2 separate regions of the Gossypium hirsutum genome follow, and region 2 is linked to region 1. The links are chromatin contacts, called in public Hi-C maps. All regions are on one chromosome and are shown on one strand. The core of a region is the stretch at or near the end of the contact, and the rest is flanking DNA. Distances in the headings are between cores, read along the strand shown. Region 1 holds the start of LOC107924247 (pentatricopeptide repeat-containing protein At5g65560). Region 2 holds the start of LOC107935223 (kinesin-like protein KIN-14R).

What was found. Hi-C and Micro-C count contacts between places; a contact is called where the count stands out from the background.
Region 2: a Hi-C map of leaf shows a contact between it and region 1, with 2.6 times the contacts expected there. The contact joins the promoter of LOC107935223 here to the promoter of LOC107924247 in region 1. A contact is called at or near these places in 7 of 34 Hi-C or Micro-C datasets (hypocotyl, leaf and seedling).

What each region holds. Positions count from the first base shown.
Region 1 is chrA12:63,738,743-63,746,342 of Gossypium_hirsutum_v2.1, reverse strand. It overlaps LOC107924247 (pentatricopeptide repeat-containing protein At5g65560), which reads left to right and starts at 2,678. Exons shown (of 4, transcript XM_016854614.2): 1 at 2,678-4,736; 2 at 4,842-5,952; 3 at 6,725-6,815; 4 at 6,970-7,238. The coding sequence starts at 2,900. The coding sequence ends at 5,659.
Region 2 is chrA12:63,898,245-63,904,904 of Gossypium_hirsutum_v2.1, reverse strand. LOC107935223 (kinesin-like protein KIN-14R) reads right to left here and starts at 2,771. Exons shown (of 19, transcript XM_016867795.2): 1 at 2,409-2,771; 2 at 1,701-1,999; 3 at 1,445-1,616; 4 at 1,268-1,338; 5 at 990-1,173; 6 at 580-689; 7 at 371-470; 8 at 204-290; 9 at 1-101. The coding sequence starts at 2,634.

The sequences.
Region 1 (7,600 bases), core at 1,429-3,928:
ATTGGTTTAACATTAAGTCATCGATTTCATTGCTATGTTGGGTGAACATCAATTGACTCGTGTTAAAACGGTATTTCCTTCTCAAAAATCCAAAAAAAGTTATTAAAAATTCTCGTGTTTTAACCGGATCACGACTAAATCTTACATTGAACTCGTATTTTTGAAAATCAAGACAACACGTGTTTAACAAGATACCAATTTTGGGCGTCGCGAGGGTTCTAATACCTTCCTTGCACGTAACTGACTCCCGAACCCTAATTTTTCTCTGGCTTTTGACGTAGACTAAACTCAGCCTTCTTTTTGTTTTAAAAAAAAGAAATCTAATAGGTGTCCGATCACACCTAGGAAAAAGGATCGGTGGCGATTCCCACTTTATTTCAAAATTAAACTTTAGTTTTCAAGTTTTCACTAAATCGCCGCAATTAGCGACCGGAAGCAAAATTTTTACGTCGCTACAATGACATTTAAGTTAATTAGGTTTCAATTCTAAAGTAATTCTCATCATACATAGCAATGCAAAAATTTCAACAAGTAGCAACACAGTGAAGTATTAAAAAACCCAACTACAAATGACATCTTAACTAATTGGGCAAAATCAATTTTTAAAGTAACACACATCATATGCAACAAGTTGAATTTTTCAACAACCAGCAAGACCAAGAAAACAAATGTCATAACATCAGGGTATCAACTTCCAAACACCTTGCCTCCTTGCAACCCAACTCAAAAAAATGTGAAAATGATGCATTAACTCCTGCTTTAGAGCATTTTAGGCTACACTATCCCAACTCTTCATAATATCGCTTCAATATCAAGTAACTAGAAATTATAGAACTGTTAATAACCAGGGGGATAATAACCCAACTAAATGATCAGAAATAACTTGTCATACCTCAATAACTAGGGGAATAATAACCTAAGTCAGTTCTGAAAGTTTGGCAGCTCGGACAGAAGCAAATGTGCATCAATATCACGACGTAGCTTATCCCTGAATTTCGAGGATTCCTAATTTGCTAATTCAACAACAGCATCTGAAAAAATGATGTTACACTCAACATGTAGTCAATCAACCTGATCGAGCAAAAATACTCTCATTAACAAGCATCTATGGCACCAAACTTATTAAATGCAACCAAGATAGACAGGCTTTTAAAGTTTCGATTCATAGGAATGGCTTAAAAAATCATTTTCCTAATACTTCATAGCCAAACGGCAGATCAAGCTAACATCATACAAATTAGGGACTCCTACATTTTCATCTATAGTTGCATGCAACTGATTCAAAGCACAATCACAAAGAAAAGGCAAAAGTAGATAGAGGAACCAAAGCATGAAACTAGAAAAGCTAACAATCTCTACTTGGATATAAATTCAGACGCAATCATCTTTTTAAGTAGCACAGACTAAAATAGAACTCGCAAATTGGGGGAAAGTTTCCCCATTAGAATTGCTACCTCACTCCTAGTTCCCCCATTAAATCTGATGTACAAAATGGGGGAAAGTTTCACCCCAGTCAAGCGAATGACAGTGGGTAATCTTTCTCGTTCTTCTAGTTGGAGAAAATAAAGAAAGAATCATTTGAAAGATGCAAAATCCAAACAGAACAAACAGATTCAAAAATCCAAACAGATTCTTCAACAAAAACAAAAAAAAGGGAAGAAGAAGAATTGAGTGAGAGAGGCAACAAAAACATGAAATGCAGATTAAAAAATAAAGCATAAAAAAGTTACTAGGATGAAGAAGGAGAAGAAAGATGAAGAACGGAAGAAGGAGGAAAGAATTTGGTGAGAGTTTTAGAAGATGGAAAATGTCTTACAGAAATAAAATCGGTAAGACATTTTCCCTAAAACCCATTTCATTTTACTCATGTTTTAGAAAATATTTTCCAAATGTAATTTATTTTCAATCAAACAAACAACGTAAAACTTGAAAAATGTTTTCTTGGCAAACAAACGGACTCTTACTTTAAAATTAACAAATTGTGAAAAAGGAAATTTTAGTTTGTCAAAACACTGAGATCTGCTTCAAACATAAACTAAAAATTTTGAGAATCAAACCTTTAGAAATGTTTATTTCTAACTATTTTTAGAATTAGACTAGATCGGTTGGTTGGATTGGGAATTAATTAAATCATCAATCTGAATAAAACGTTAAATCAATTAACCCACGAACCGATTGAAAGATGCAAACTCGTTTTATCTTATATTTTTTATTGTTATACTTTAGTTGTTTTATTGAATTTTATGCAAAAAAAAATATTGTAATGTAAATTTATTGCATTTTATTATCAAAAATTGAGTACAGCCATACGACACATTATATTCTTAATGAGAGAAAGCATGTTCGAACTTTAAAAACGATATTATTATAAGGGAAAAATAGAATCCTAAACATAAAGCATAAAACAAACATGAAAAATATTAAAAAGGAATTAACCATTGTTTATTATTTTCGCTTTTTATAATATTTGTTAAAGTTAATTGGGAATTTAATGATGATATTTTATTATTAAATTTAATCCTTATTTAGTTGTTTTTAATCAATAAACAAAAAATGTGGTTTATTTAATTTAAAATAAGTTAATAAATATAACAGAAAAAGAGTGAATATGAGATAACATCATACCCTTTTAAAAAAATTCTGAGCTATGAAAAATGAGGAAGTTTAACCCAATCCAGTTCCCAAAACCTTCATCACTTTGGAAGCTTATTTCGTGATCAAGTTTGGGTTTTAGGAAGTGGCGACCTAACATGAGAATGGCGGAAGCCCAAATTAGCAGCCCAAAACCCAAAGCACGTCTGGGAAACGTTTAACTCAGTGCATCCTACCTAATCAATCAATCAATCCTACATTTCCTAAGCTTCAGCCGCCTCCGTGATTCTTCTTATCAATCATTTCCATGAATGGATCCCTCACCATCGCCACCGTCAGAACCTCCACGATGAGAACGCCGGCGGCTATTATGAAACATGTTGAGTCCTTCCATTTTCGCTGCTTCCTCCTCACCAAACCCTTCTCGTCATTCCCTTCATCTCTTCCTATAGACCCTGAGCCAAGCGATCACGATCTCCCTTTGCTCCTTCACTCCATTCTCTCCAAACCCAATTGGCAAAAGCACCCTTCCCTCCCTAAACTCCTCCCTTCCATTTCCCCTTCCCATGTCCATTCCCTCTTCTCCCTCAACCCTTATCTTCTCCCCCAAACTGCTCTCGATTTCTCCTATTGGATCTCCCAGAAACCCACTTTCAAACACTCTGTTTATTCCTATTCCGCCCTTTTGAACATCCTTGTTGCTTACAAGTTCTTCGGCCCTGCTGACAAAATCCGCCTCGCCATGATCAAATCCTCCGCTTCCATCCACGAATCCCGGTTCGTTTTTGAATTACTAATGGAAATGAATAAGAACGAACAACTTCATTCCTGTTTTAAGCTTTCCCTTAGATCCTACAATTTTTTGTTGATGTCGTTATCGAAATTCTTGATGATTGATGAAATGAAATCCGTTTATAGTGAGATGTTGAACGATAGGGTTTCACCCAATATTTTTACTTGGAATACTATGGTCAATGGTTATTGTAAGATTGGGAATGTGGTTGAGGCTCAACGCTATGTCACTAAAATCGTCCAAGCGGGATTAAATCCCGATACCTTTACTTATACTTCGTTAATATTGGGGCATTGCAGGAATAAGGATTTAGATAGCGCCTTTAGGATTTTTAGAATGATGCCAAGTAAGGGTTGTCGAAGAAATGAGGTTTCTTATACGAATCTTATTCACGGTCTATGTGAGGCTGAACAGGTTGATGAGGCTATTAAGTTGTTTGAGGCGATGGGGGAGGATTTTTGTTATCCTACAGTTCGTACATACACTGTGATTATTTTTGGATTGTGTGAAACCGGGAGGAAGTCAGAAGGAATAAAATTGTTCGAGGAAATGTCACAGAAAGGGTGTGAGCCGAATGCTCATACTTATACAGTAATCATTGATAGCTTATGTAAAGACAATAAGGTTGATGAGGCAAGGGAAATGGTAGGTAGGATGTTAGAGAAAGGGCTGGTTCCAAGTGTGGTCACCTACAATGCTTTGATTGATGGATACTGCAAACATGGGGCAATGGAGGCTGCATTGGAAGTTTTGGGTATGATGGAGTCTAATAATTGTTTTCCTAATGAGCGAACCTATAATGAATTGATAGCTGGGTTTTGTAAGAAGAATGTTCACAAGGCAATGGCATTTCTTGATAAGATGCTTGAACTTAAGCTGGTTCCTAATGTGGTCACATATAATTCATTAATTCATGGGCAATGTAAAATGGGGCAGTTGGATAATGCCTTTAGGCTGCTTGAGATGATGAAGAAGAATGGTTTGGTTCCTGACCAATGGACTTACAGTGTTCTTATTGACTCTCTTTGTAAAGTTGATAGAATAGAAGAAGCTCGTAATCTCTTTGACTCTCTCAAGGAGAAAAGCTTAAAAGCAAATGAAGTTATATATACTGCTTTGATTGATGGATACTGCAAGGTTGGAAAAATTGAAGATGCTAATTATTTGCTTGATAGAATGATTAATCAGGGCTGCTTGCCGAACTCATGCACTTACAATGCCATTATAGATGGGTTGTGCAACATGAAAAATATGAAGGAAGCATTGTCGACGGTGAAAAAGATGGCAGGGATGGGTGTGAAGCCTACAGTAGATACCTATACAATTCTCATCAAATGGATGCTTAAAGAAGGTGACTTCGATCATGCGCATGGGACTCTTGATCAACTAATTTCCTCAGGATGTCAACCTGATGTATTAACCTATACTGCTTTTATTCATGCATATTGTGGTGTAGGGAGACTAAAAGAAGCAGAGGATATGATGATTAGGATGAAGGAAGGAGGAGTTTTTCCTGATTCTTTGACATACACATTACTTCTAGATGCATATGGATGCTTGGGATTGATGCATTCTGCATTTGATGTTCTCAAATGTATGTTTGATGCTGGCTGTGAGCCTTCTCATCATACATACTCTATTTTATTCAAGTATCTGTTGAAGGACCGAAGGACAAAGGATGACAGCCCTGCAGTGAATTTGGTTTCAAATGGCTTGTTGTTTGATCATGCTGATGTCTGGAAGTCAATGGAATTTGACACTGCTCTGGAGTTGTTTGAGAAAATGCGTCAGCATGGTTGTGTACCCAATGCTAACACTTACGGCAAGCTTATTATAGGACTTTGCAAAGTTGGGCGCTTTGTTGTAGTACAGAAGTTATTTGATCATATGAGAGATCAAGGAATATCTCCTGGTGAAGATGCCTACAACTCTCTTCTTAATTGTTTCTGTGAGTTGGGAATGTATGATGATGCTATGATAGTGGTGGACCTAATGATCAAATCTAGCCAGTTTCCCTATCTGGACTCCTACAGGCAACTGATTTGTGGACTATATGATCAAGGGGATAAGGAGAAGGTTGATACACTTTTTGCCAACTTGCTTCGTTGTGGTTATAGTAGTGATGAAGTAGCTTGGAAGATTCTTATTGATGGTTTACTGAAAAAGGGGCTTGCTGATAGATGCATTGAACTCTTAAGCATCATGGAAAAAATGGGCTGCCAGCTCCACCCTAGTACATATTCATTGTTAATTGAAGGAATTGATGGAGCGTAGATTCTTTGTATTTTATCTTTTGAGATTCTTGCATTTTTGTTACTGAAGGGGGCCATTGCATTGCTCTTCCTCCTATATGGGTGCTAGTGATGTACAGATTGAAAACTGCATTCCTTTCCACATGCAGTCTCAATACATAAAGCCTGGGGAACTTGTTTAAATTGAAGCATTTTTACGAGGCTGGAACTGAGGGAGCAGTTTTTCATTGAGAAGCTCACACATCCCTGAATTCCTGGACATGGTAGTGGTAATGGCCCCTCATCATGCAAACCACTCTAGCTGGCAATCTAGAGGCAAGTACACAGTTTCTTTTGTCCTATTTGTTCAAATAATAGTATTTTTGAGCTCTCTATTAATCTTGTTCTTTGTAGTTCTATCCTAAACACCATAAATGAAGTACTAAATTGTATCCTGTATAAGTCAGGCAGGCACATCAGAAATTGTGCTTAAATTAATTCACCATTATTAAGTTGCAAAGTTCTTTTCCAAATATTTTCACATGATTTACCCTGGATGGTTTTTGTTGAGCAAGATACTATCAAGGCATTTTAGTAGTAGAAAAAAACTGCTTTCGACATAAAAATTATATTTACCGATGGCCTATGGTTTACGGATTTAGAAGGATTCGTAGCCATCCAGTAAATGTCGGGAGGAAAATGTGCAGAAAATGGTTCATATGATTGATAGAGTTCCTTTTGTTGCTTTATTATCTTGTTTTCCTGTTTAGTTCTGACATGTTCTTGACCTTGAAAATGAAGGCCTTTCTGCTAATCCTCAGTAACTTAGCTTTTGTAGCATCTCCTTATTTGCAGGAATTTTACCCTTTTTGGCGCTCTTTTCACTTTTCTTATTGTACATAACTTGAATGGAATGTGTTTACAGTTGATTTGGTTAGCAAAGTTTGGGAAGAATGACCATATATTTTACAATTCATCTTCCATTTTTATGCCTTTTCTATAGTTATTGAAAGTTGTGGGTATTAGGAAATGTTCAATCGCTTAAATCGTTCATCCTTTGGTTCGAATGTGAAGTATAGAATATAATCTTTGTTATCTTTGGTCACAGAATAATGCATTCAAGGGTATGAAAGAAGCAAGCATTTTACTCAGAAAAATGGGCAAGTCCTCCACAAGACGAGGATAATTATGCTCAACAGGTAAGTAGATAAATCTTCAATGATGTTTTGTTTTTCTTTTTCTTTTTTTTGTTTTTTTGTTTTGTTTTGTTTTGTTTTTTTTTTTTTTTTTTTGCATTCAGTTTTGTATGTATTACATGACGATAATTGTGTGCTTTTAATTTCCATGGTGCAGAAAGCATTGCCTGTTCACAAGAGCTGGAATGCAATGAAATCAGTTCCAAAGACACCAAACTGAAACAAAGGTGGCACCACAACTGGTACTCACTGATAAAACCTCGATTTCAATTATATCCCAAAAGCTCCCTCCTTGATTTTGTTATCTAGATTAGAGGTTTCTAGCCGCCGAACTCTTAACATAATAAAAAAAGATTATGTACAGTGATAATGCCATTGAAGGTGAAGCACATAGATCATGAAAATCTATGGGGAGTGTTTAAGGTTGATCGTAGTGTTTGGAACAATTAATCCAATTTTGTTTTTGGGAAATGATTTGATAATCATTGGTTTTGAAAGGTTTGAGAATGAGGGACCTTTGCAAAACATCATGCCATATCCTGCCGGCCCCGTTAAATGAAAAATACTTTTTATAATTTATAAAATTTTAAATTAGTAATGGTAAAATTGTATTTTTTCTTCTAAAATAATGATAAAAATTTGATTTAATTTTTTGAAATTATGAAGATATAGATTATTAAAATAGTGAAATTATTTTTATGTAAAAATATATAATTTAATTTTAACTTTCTCAGAATTTTTTTTTTGGCTGTCACTACCATATTCTTTACTAAATATTGTTTTCTCAT
Region 2 (6,660 bases), core at 1,522-4,021, 160 kb before region 1:
GTTTCCATCTTTTGCTGCATCAAAATCTACAGCTTGAGCAGAACCAGCTGATATCTCTGCTTTACTAAGTGGGCGGCAGCGGCAAAAGACTCTGATATTACCTGATATTAAATAAATACTGTAAGTGTTTTCCCCTGTACTCTTCAATGATCAATTTCATAGACTGCATTGATAAATTACTCAGAAGGAAGAACAATCCTTGCCTTTTGTTTCCTGAATTTGATTATAGAGCTCCTTTCGCTTCGCTTGCTCTTCACTATACTTCACTTTGAGATCCTCACACTGCTCAACTGCAAACTCATTCTGTAAGTCTATGCAGATGTATAAATGCAAACTCCTACTCACTTAACCAAGATAAATTAGACCTTACCCAGTGCTTGGACACCAGTGACCATTTTATTCAGTTCGGGTATTGACTCAGCACAGGCATGTGCTTCATGGGAGAGCTGAGCATGTTCATTTTTCATTATCTGCAGAAACATCAATAAAAAAAAAGCATTAAAATAAATAATCCCTCAACAACAGTAGGAAGCGAAATTATTAAGAAATAGGAGATTATTGGAAAGATAGAATCATTACCTTTATTTTCTCTTGTAAATTATTGATTGCTGCTGCCCAATACTTCTTATAATGTTCATAACTGCTAGTAATATTTTTCAAATTTTCAGTTTGTTTCCCCACAGTTTCATCTGACAAGAGAAGATTTCTTGAGTTAAAAAGGAGCAAGTATTTCTATGCCTCTCATTGTAAAACTTAAGCACCTAACATAATCCAAATAAACCACCATTGCATAGTCTTTTTCGTCAGCATTTGTGATTAAGTCAGAATTTAATAAACAATATTCCAACAAATCTTCCTCCACTTGAATGGTTCAAACATTCAGAAATATGAGGAACAAGTAATTATTTAGCAAAAATGAGAGTTTCTAAGAAGAAATGCATTTGCTCATGTCATTAAAAACTGAGAACAAGTAAACTGATGATGGTTACCGAGAGTGCGTGTTTGGAAGATCTTGTTGTCAAGTTCCATCCTAACCTTCTCCAACTGCTCATTTGCTGCAGTCAATGACATCCAAGCCTCGTGACATTCATGTGTCTTGAGCTGGCACTGTGTAGTGAGCTCTTGTATCTTCTTTTCATACTTGTATGTAACTTTTGTTCGCACAAATTTCATCTACAAAGCACAAAATAAAAGTCTAAATAAGCAGGAAGTTCAGCCTTAACTTCTCTCATAGAAAACATCAAAATCATATTAAATGAACTGTAACCTGAGCTGAGGAAACTTCAATTTCAGCAGCACAGTTATTGCACTTAAGATATTCTTGCGATCCCTGAGTAACTGTTTTTAGATCATAAATAAAGGTTGCAAAATAAGCAGTTTTTCTAACATGGTCCAAAGTTAAATCTAGGAGTGAATCAAGTAACTAAAACACAAATTCCAGTACCTGGAATATTTTGTGTTTTCCTTACACAAATCCCACAAACCATGGGGCTTCCTATAACTCCTTCAAACCTCAAAGCAATTAGCCCATCCTCCTTCACTGATACCCTCAAACCAACAACTTGTAATGGCTTATTGGCTCCAACAACTGAGAAGATATCAAAATCTGACAATACCTGTCATATTCACACCAAAATTTCAACATTTCTAGGCAGTGAAAAACCACAAAACAAATTGAATGATTTTGACAAGTAACTTGCCTTCTCTTCTTGCATATAGACATTGAATATCCTCATTCCTTTAGGTCCATTAGTGTTAATGATCTCTGCAAAATGAAGATCAACAAAATAGTCTCCCGGAGGAAGATTTTTGAACCGGTATGAGAAGCTACCAATTCTTGCAGACCAATAAATGAAAGGACAATCTCCAGCCTCATTTATAGGCTCATTGGTCTGCATAACATTTCCTCCTTCAAAGTAATTATCCCCCACAAATTTCATGCTAGAATCTGTTTCATTTAAAGCCTCTCCTCCAGCGTTTATAAACATCACAATTTCATCTGTAAATTGTATGAAATTTCAGGAAAAAGATTACTACCTTGATTGAATCATATATCATTAAGAACTACAAATATAAGTCAAAATTCATAATTTACTCATAAGTGTTAAATTAATCTGCAATATATATATATATATAAAATAAAAGCAACTCAGAAAAGTTTGAATAAACTTCACCTCTTTTCTTTTCTTTTCTCTTTTTGTAATATTTCAAACAAGTTCTGGAATGCTAGTACATGTACTTTAAAAGATTTAAAAAAAATCCAAATATAATTAAATCACAAGAAACTTCTGCTTTTTTTGCAAGCATATCAAGGAAAAAAAGAGTTGTAATTTCTTTCTTTCACAGGACTTTATTATTGATTAAATAATTAGGAGTTTAACAAGATAAAATCATGAAATTTTACTTACCGGTGCAATTAGATTTGGAAAACCCGGATAGGATCAGCCTTGAATTAGAGTCACAAAGCATTAGATCAGCAAAAGATTCTTCTTCACCTTCATCCATGGCGGAGGTAGGGTTATCTAGATTCAAGGCAAGATCGCATTTTTCTGAGTCGAAACCCCTAGTAATAGAGAAATCGGGGAAATGGGTTTCTGGGTTTTGGAGAAAAGCGTTTAACTGAGCATTATCCATTGGGTGTGTTTGGTTGCCGAGAAAATTTCTGAGATTTGCTTGGATAAGTCTGTAACGAGCAAGAGTGAAAGAACGAAAGAAAATTAGAATGCGTTTGAAAATGGGATGTATTTGGAAAGGAAATTGTTCGAATTTGAATTCCTCTTTGTCGACCGTTGGGAGACCTTTTTACCGTTAAGTACTTTTTAGGGTTTGCCAATAAGTTTTTGCAAAGCCCATTGGGCTTCGCTTTCTATACTCTCTACTTCTCTTCAAAAACAACCCAAGTCTTCAAATTTAAGTTACTGAATTAGAGAGATGAAACTAGTCCTACCACGTTCAAGTGTTAATGGACTGAGAAAAGTCAGGTTGGGGTACCAACATATTTTATGTGTTTTCAAATGTAGATTTAAAATTTTACTTAAATTCATCTATATTATCTTTAAAAAAAATTAAGAAATATATTATATTTTTTTAATTTTTAATTTAATAATTATATATTTTTTCATTTATTACAATTTTATATATAGATAGCCGAACATTCTTTAGTGTTTACATTATAATATTATACATAACATATAAAAATAACATAATACAATATATTAAAAAAATTAGAAAACTGATCAGGTTTAATTTTTTTATTCAAAACCTCCTAAATTCTAGACAAGTAATCTAACCCTTAATATAAATGTAGATATAAAATTTTAAAAATTAGAGAGGGGAGAAAAACGTTGGGTAGGTGAATCAAAATTTTTATACTTTATGAATTTTTAATGAATTTTTAATAAATTTCTAATCGAATCGATTGAACTAACGAACTAATGGTCTGATTGGTTCAACTATTAATCTGATTCTAAAAACATTGATTCGAATTTGAGTTGAACAACTTAAGTTATCAAGCGAGTGATATTCAGATTTTTTAGTGGTTAATTAAATTAGCTAATGATCCTAATAGACTGAACTCAACAATTCTATCTTTGTCTTGAAACAAATTTAACTTGGAAAAAAAAACTTCCAGCCTCGAATATTGAATAAAGTTTGAATTAGACTCAACTTGATTACATCTCTTCAATATTCTCATCGGAGATAAATAGAGTGAAAAATCGTAAGATATAACATGAATTTTAAGATAACATCTAGTATGAGATTTTATTATAGCGGGATCTTGTGAAATCCCTTTAAATCAAAAACTGTACTTGAAGATAGAAATAAGGAAACTATAGTCATTTGATCAATTCACATCAAAAACTAAAAAATTATAGTGATAACTTGGAACCTGATAAATTGGTTATCTCTTTCTTTAATATTGAAACCGGTTGAATTGGTTAAAAACTAAATTCATGTTTTTCAATGTAAATCTTACATAACATGATTAACGGTGGATTAATGTTTCTCTTTTCTTTTTTCTTTTATTTCAGCAATTGATTTAAAAACATCCCATGAAATTTGCACTTATCCTCTACAATGGTTTATGATAGTGTGACTTTTCATGAAAAACCGACCCACATAAACATTTTCAAATACTACCCATTAAATCAAATATATGACAAAAATACACAACCTTAAGTAAAATATATAAAAGTTAATTTAAAATTAAAAGACGACTATTTTAATAAATATAAATTCTAGATTTATAAAGTAAAATCAAAGTAATACAAAACATAAATGAGTAAAGAATTGAAATAAAATTAACTCGTAATATTAAAATACATCTATAGCAATATAAACATGATAAAAATTGAAAATTCACTCATAACAATTTTATATAATCAAATTTGATCCTAAGTATACAAGGAATCAAAATCTCAACTGTTACCAACACTACCAAAAGTTTATTAGTTAAATCCAACCTTTTAATTAAAAAAAAACAACTCATACCATTTTCATCTTAATTAAACAAATAATCTTATTAGGTAAAATAAATTCAATTTGGATTAATAGTTTGTCCATTAAATTAATGAAAATTGTATGAAAATTTATCATTTGAAATATTTTAAATTTTATTAAGTTTATATAGAAATAATAAAATTGGAACAACAAAACAAAATTTTTCATTTGCATTACAATATATAAAATATGAAAAATTTAACATATATTTCAACACATTTGTCATGTCCACCTATATTCATAGAATTTTCACCACACATATTTATATATTTCAATAAAATTTATATTTGTTGGCTTATTATGTTGTGTTATATAATTTTTTAAAGTTAGTAATAGTATCAATATAATCCATCATTGCAAGTATTTCAAAGTTCTCATTATTTTAATCTTGTCATTCAATCTAAAAACTTTATTTTATGCGATTTTTTTTTATTTCTATTCATTTTTTAATGCAATTTGTATCGTAATATATATATTATTATAATTTAAAAAAATTATAAGAATAGATAAATAATGACATTTTTTTTAAATAGATGTCTTTGACACCCATTTTTTTTTATTTCTTGTATATTATATGCAAAATTAATTTATATGAAAAATAAAAAGAATTGTTATGAACCAGTTCCAAGTTAAATAAAGAATCGAATGGAATAGTCATTAATCAAATCATTCACTCTATAGTCTGATAATTTTTTTAAAAAACTGATTAATCAGGTAAGAATAAATATAGAGTTTTGTTCTACATGTCAATATCAATACCGACAACATTGAAATTTATAGTAAGAGGAAAATCCGTCGACTTTAAAAATCGTGAAGGTTTAAGTCCCGCTATCGTCAACCCCAAAAAACCCGTTTGTTATCTATTTATTTTATCCTACCCTTTTTGTTAGTGGTTTAAAGTTTTTTTATGTTTCTCATTCATCCTATTTTTTACCATTTTACAAGTGTATCCTAGCATAGTAAAATTTTGTTCTCTTATCACAAGTCTTGTGATAATACCTTCCAAAAGAAACTTTTGTTGTTGTTGGATTATATCATACTCACGATATGATTGAAAGAAAAACTTAATATTAAAAATATATTTATAAATAAAATTAATAATTGAACTCTTGGTAGAGTGGTAAAATCTTTTTTTTTTGTTGTTGTACATTTAGACATTTTGGTTTTAATTGTTTTATTTAAACATTTCATATAAAAATAGTAAAGGCAAAATCATCCTTATTTTAATATTCATTACTTTATTAGAAATAATCTCTAACCGAATTAATGTCTAATTGGCTTATGATTCCAACCCAATCGATTACATTGTATATCTAGAATATATTATTATGCTTCTTGATTTTTATTTTTATTTTTTGTTACAAGAGACAATTTTTTTAAAAACTAAAATAACTCAAACAATACAGTCACAAGCAAAAGTAATACCCAACATATCTCCTAATAAAATGATCAATACTCCACTAGATGATCTTGCAAACTTACACAAATCGAGATCATTATCAATGGACCATTTCGGCATAAAGTTTACAATATAATTTGCTACCCTATAAATATGTTAAAATTGCACCCTACATTGCATTTGACAAAGTTTCTTGATGTGCCAAATCAATCCAAATGTAGTAGTATCATTTGAATTAACATTTAACATGTGAACAACAAATAAATCATTGCATTCAACAATGACCTGTTTATAACCTTCTACTCATGCAATATATAGACATCCAAAATCCCCCAAAGCTCTATTTGAGTAATTATACATAAGCAAACATTTATTGAAAACCCAACTAGTCAACAACCCTTACTGTCTCCAATAACTTCTCCTATCTAGGCACGCATTGTAGTTTTTTTAAGAGCCCCACCTAAATTTATTTTAACTCAGCCCTCGTTTGGAGCCTACCATCCAATTTTTCACCACTCTCTATTGAGTTTACTCATTGCAAACTGTCTTGCAGTTTCAATAGATTTTGCTCAATTAATGACTTAAAATAACCACAACACAATAATCACCAGGATTGAAGATAACCTTATTCCTCTGTCTCCAATTGTTCTAACAAACAATGCCAAAAAGATTTCTACATTGTGCATCACAAATTTCATAATTATGATAATTCATAACATCATTCACTATTCATGCGAAAAGATCAGAGGTAAAGAACCTAT